Regions from separate parts of the Mus musculus genome. Here region 1 is linked to region 2. The links are chromatin contacts, called in public HiCAR-type maps. All regions are on one chromosome and are shown on one strand. The core of a region is the stretch at or near the end of the contact, and the rest is flanking DNA. Distances in the headings are between cores, read along the strand shown.

The links. HiCAR-type assays count read pairs that join an accessible place to other places.
Region 1: a HiCAR-type map of embryonic stem cells shows a contact between it and region 2, with 4 times the contacts expected there. The contact joins two enhancer-like sites. A contact is called at or near these places in 3 of 484 Hi-C or Micro-C datasets (cortical neurons and liver), 3 of 115 datasets of contacts at active chromatin or transcription factors (all in embryonic stem cells) and 1 of 9 other capture datasets (embryonic stem cells).

Annotation. Positions count from the first base shown.
Region 1 is chr5:23,400,778-23,403,477 of GRCm38.p6, reverse strand. The region is part of intron 1 of 5031425E22Rik (RIKEN cDNA 5031425E22 gene); the gene reads left to right. Among named protein-coding and RNA genes, the nearest start is that of 5031425E22Rik, 31 kb to the left of the region's middle. Within about 2 kb of position 1,272, at least 68 of the 459 cell types and tissues checked have an H3K27ac peak or open chromatin away from gene starts, as enhancers often do. A contact at or near this core is called in embryonic stem cells, where this site is marked.
Region 2 is chr5:22,571,808-22,574,636 of GRCm38.p6, reverse strand. All of the region lies in intron 2 of Gm42225 (a long non-coding RNA gene), which reads left to right. Among named protein-coding and RNA genes, the nearest start is that of Gm42225, 16 kb to the left of the region's middle. Within about 2 kb of position 1,551, at least 12 of the 459 cell types and tissues checked have an H3K27ac peak or open chromatin away from gene starts, as enhancers often do. A contact at or near this core is called in embryonic stem cells, where this site is marked.

The DNA.
Region 1 (2,700 bases), core at 23-2,522, 830 kb before region 2:
TAGAATGGCTTCCTTTAGTGTCAGATCCCAAAGAAACCCGGGACAAGTCTCGCTCGGTCCCTGTTGCTCCTCCCAGCGCTTGTCACCCCGCCCCCTAGCCCAAACCTGTCCAGCCCAGGGGCGGGACTTTGCTTCCCTTCCCAATTTCTCTTGCCTTTATAAACCTGCCAGTTCAGGCGTGCGCTCCTTAGTCTTGGCTTCTCTCTTGGTCTGCTTGCCCTCTCTCATCTCTTTCTCTCTCGATCTGCCCCTTTCCCTCCTCGCAATGCCTAGTTCAGTTAGATCCTTCCAGATGCCTCTGGCTGAGGTCTTCTCCCTCGTGTCTACAACAGTCTTCTCCTCACCTGTACTGTGAACAGCCATGTCCTCATTTCTATTCATTTAGGAAACTCGTTTCAAAGTTGAGTTGTTGCTAAATTCTTACAGCATGCCCTTTAAGTCAGGTGGCTTCAATAGGCACTTGACTCATAGATAATATAAACCAAAAGATCCAAAAAGGTCTTAAAAAGGCACAGATCAAGACTGTGAAGCTATATATATATATATATATATATATATACCAGATACTTTAAGCGATAGCCTAAAGAGATTTTCAAACAAACAAACAAACAAACCTCAGAAGCAATTAGAAAAATCTCTCTGAAGTACAGAAAAATTGCCATCTATTTGAGCTTTTTTTTTCCTCTATAGGAGTAGTTCATGCCTCTAAAATAAGTAGAAAAAGAAAAATGGCAGGAAATTTGAAATTCAAACTTCCAGGCTGCTACCAATACAGTTTCTAATAGGCTTTCAGAGTTGCTTCTAAATTAAATCAAAACAAAACAAAAACCCATTGAGTCCAGAGTTTCTCATATTTGGTAAACTATTTGGGAAATTTCACAAACTCTGCACGCCAAGGGGCTTTGTTTATTCTCAGACTTCAACCTTGCCATTTTGTTTAGCTTCAGCAATTGTTATAAAACTAAGGAGACAGCTGGTATAAACCTAGGAGCTCTCTTTTCCAAGAATAGACTACACATACATCCCAGGCAGATAAGGAAAGTCTTTTTCTTCTAAATCCAGGCCCTTGTTACTGTTGAGAAATGTAACCCCTCCCCCCCCCCACCCCCCCACCCCCCCCCACCCCCCACCCCCACCCCCCCCACCCCCCACCCCCACCCCGTGTTCCTGTGTACTGCAGACTGCAGTGTCCTGACTGCATCTCCAGAACACCAGATGATCATACTGTTAGGAGCTGTGCTCTGACAGAGGACAGCTCACACTGAGGCTCACAATGAGTCACTGAAGGCCACGGATGCTCCAGCAAGAACTTAGGCTCAGCCCCATCAAGCTTGTAATTAGCTCCCAGTTTACAGGAGAGCTTTGAGAACCTGCCAGGTCTCCCTTGTCACAGCTGCTTTTCTGCCCTTTTAGCTGACCTTCCATGCTGTGAGGACCTACTTCAGACCATCTCCTGCCTCAGTTTGTCTCCTCAGGACTAGAGTGAAGTTCTCCTGTACTGCTTTTTTTACAGGCTTGTCTTCCTATTCATCTGTCTTCCAGCAGCCCCCTGTCTGGGACTCTTTGGAATAAGTCAGTTGCCCCAGGACTTCTTTAAAGTGTCAGTGTAACACCCAGACTACCACAACTACTCCTGCTGCTTAGTTTGGTCTCTGTGAGGATCCTATAATTGTCCAAACCAGATATTTTGCCAAGCCAGTCTGTCCTGCTGGGTGAGTCTCCTTGCAGTGATCTATCACCTGATTCGGGATCCACCCTCTTCCCAGGGCCGGCGCTGTGAAAATGTTGATGATGGCAGTAATTAATGCTAATTAAGAGCTTTGTCAAGAACTGTTTTGGGTACTTGATGTACTTAAATTCCTTTAATTACGACTACAATGCAAAGTGAAACTCAGGTGAATTGCTCAAGCTCACCCACACAGAAGCACGGCCGGGACTTGTTCCTAACCTCCAGGCCAAGGGCTCTCCCTGCTCATGTTGCTTCTGCCATGTTACCATATGCTGCACAGTTGAGGGGTGCTTCCCTCAAGGCGCGACAAATCTTAGCCATGCCGCTTCCCAGCAGGCCTTGGAAGAGCTTTATATACATACTCTCCATTAGAAAAGCATTTGTGATCTCTGCCTCATACAGTTGGATTGGCTTCACTATTGTCTTAGGTACTTCCCTCTTGTTGTAACAGCACTGAACAAAAGCAGCTTGGAGGATGGGTTAATTTTGCTTATTACACTTCTAGGTCACTTCTATCCTTGAGGGAAGTTAGGGCAGGGACTCGAGACAGGGAAACCTGGGGACACTGGCTCATGCTCACCCTGCTTTTGTACACAACCCAGGCCTATCAGCCTAGGGACGGTGCCACCCACAGTGGGCAAGGCCCTCTCACATTCATCATCAACCAAGGCAATCTCTCACAGTCATGGCCACAGGCCAATCTGATTGAGGCAGTTCTGAAATTGAGGTTCCCTCTTTCCAGGCCACTTGAGGTTGCATCAAGTAACCAATGAGAACTAACCAGGACAACTACCAACAGAAATGCCCTTTTGCCAACTGACAAATGGTGCTATTTAGTGTAGTCGTTTTGTCAAACTTCTCAGGTGAGTACAAGCTTCCCTAGCTTCTCAGAAGCCCCAAATTAGAAGACCCGGAATCAAAGCCTTCTTCTATTCCAGCACTGAGAACTAAAACTAGAGAAGAAATTCATT
Region 2 (2,829 bases), core at 302-2,801:
GACATTTCTGACTACTTTGCAATTCAGACTTCATTTCATACAGACAGCTCTCCATGCAAATAAAACATTATCTAGGAACCACGGTGACTGTCACAGTTCCAAAAGACTCCAAGCTATATCTCAATACTGAATTGAGTCAGTATTACCTCAAGGAAGAAAGCAGCAGCATTTTAGGGATGCAGGATGAGGCTGGCAGGCAACCAAGCCCCCACCCTTGTCCTTCTCTAGTCTAAACAGGCTGGAGCAAGGTGGGGGTCCTCAGGCTGCCTGCTGGCACTAGTTTGCAAGACAGTACAACATCTGAGTGGGTTACTGTCATCTTCCTGGACAAGGGGGCAATTCCTTGGAAGGCCAGAACAATGTGCCCTCATCCTAAAGGGGACAGAAGTTCTCAATCTAACCTCTGTTGTGAAGGTCTTTCTCATGGCTTTCTTCCTCATTACTGGCCTTCCACAAGGTTGCAGATTTTCTGAAAACTACCCTTTGTCTTTCTCACTTACTTCTCCAGCCCAGCAACACTTGCCCAGACACTTCTCTCATTCTTTCTGTGCTTTCTTTCTCCTTGCTACAGCTGTGGCCGCCTAGAAATGTCCAAGGAATTCTGCCCAGGTTCAGAAACTCAACAGTCCCTCTGCTTGATTGGGGAATTTACTTCTTGACAAGATGCTGCAGATGGCATAGCCTCAAGCTGAAAATCCCTAGCCTGAGAACTAGGAGGATGTGCCTGCTCATCCACACTGGCCAGTCTGACGATTTACACAATGTGATTTATGCAGTGGCAGGCTCTGTAACTGGTTGAGAGTAATCTATTGAGTCATTCTCAGATGGTTTTAATTTTTATGACACTTTATTCTTGTATGTGTGCTCATGGTGTGTGGGTGCTGGGGATCAGATTTGGGTCATGAGGCTTCTGCAGCAAACACTTTTACCTGTGGGACAATCTTTACAGAGTAACTGGAGCCAGCCAGGCAGCATTACTGACTTGTGACCACTCACTGCATCCCGTACTCCCTGGTTCAAAGCAGATGTCCTGGGTTCAGCTAAATGTCATATTGGTTCCCAAACTAACCTTCTAACTTCCCTGTGAATTCATTCCCCTTCATGAGTTGGCCTATGTGAATTTAACAACCACCTAAATGTTAATGACTCAAATCTGAGTGTTTAACTTAAATGGCTTTCCCTAAGCTCTAGACCCATTTAGCCAAGGCAGCACTACCATTTGGAAGCTTTCCAGGTCCCTACAATTCTGCCTGCTAGAAATTGAACTCTTCCATCTCTGTCCTCTCCGAAGTGTTTGTTTGTTTGTTTGCATCCCCTCATTCAGTGATGGTCACCGGCTCCTCTCAGAATCTTGAACATCATCATTCTTGTCTCCTCTTTAAATGAACCTTTCAATTCTGCCTTCTAAATAGCTTTCTACTTACTATGTGTTTTTTTGGTCTTCATTTCAAATCTGTCCTTGGTGTTGGATTGACTGGCAGAGTGTGGAGCCCTCAGAAACCTCCACCCATTTGGCTGTTGTCATGTAAGAATTTACCTTCTTATGAGGCCAGCAGGAGGGCTCAGCAGGTAAAGGACTGACAACCCTTCCTCCCATGCTAAAAACCACTTGGTGGAGGAGAACAATGCCTACAAACTGTCTGCTGACTAAGTGTGTCCTCCAAAAGCTTGTGTATACACAAAGACACACACACACACACACACACACACACACGCGCGCGCGCGAAATAAGCAAATATAATTGAATTTTTAAAAAATTAATTTTACTTATATCTGTCAGAAAGAAGACTTAATCAGCCATCTAAGATCAATAAAATAGCTGCACTCTTCTGCTCTCAAGAAATAACTGATAAGTGAACTTAAGCAGAGCTTAGAGAGGCGTTCCTTAGAATCCTTTTAACTTGCTTAGTCATGAGACTTTTTGCAGACTTCTGTCTTTTGTTTTTTATTTTAAAGGGGGTGGGAGGAAGCACCAGTTAGTGTCCCAGATAAGGAATGAACAATGTATTCAGTCATTCTGTCAATCTCACATGTAAAAGTCGTGAAAAGAGAGACTTGAGTTACACAGTCACAATCCTACTCCCCAAGGAAGGAAGAGCTAGGTTCTCGTCCACACAGGTGGTGTATTAGTCAGGGTTCTCTAGAGTCACAGAACTTATGGATAATTTCTAAATAGTAAAGGAATTTATTGATGACTTACAGTCGGCAGCCCAATTCCCAACAATGGTTCAGTCGCAGCTGTGAATGGAAGTCCAAGGATCTAGCAGTTACTCAGTCTCACGCAGCAAGCAGGCGAAGGAGCAAGAGCAAGAGCTAGACTCCCTTCTTCCAATGTCCTTATATTGTCTCCAGCAAAAGGTGTAGCCCAGATTAAAGGTGTGTTCCACCACACCTTTAATCCCAGATGAAAGGCATAGCCCAGATTAAAGGTGTGTTCCTTAACTCGGAGATTCAATCTTCTGGAATCCATAGCCACTATGGCTCAAGATCTTCAAACCAAGATCCAGATAAGGATCTCCAAGCCTCCAGATAAGGGTCACTGGTGAGCCTTCCAATTCCGGATTGTAGTTCATTCCAAATATTGTCAAGTTGACAACCAGGAATAGCCACTACAATCCACCCCTTGTCAACTTGACACAAATAATATCTCATGTTCACATGAAACAATAACAAGGTTGTAAATACGCCTAACATGATATAACTATCCCTCGTACAATCGCAAACGCATTAGTAAATTTACAATGGGCATTCATATTACTTTATAATCCTCGTTTCTGCAACTGGTTACGTGGCCTTAATTGGTATTTATAACTACCTTCCTCTACTACC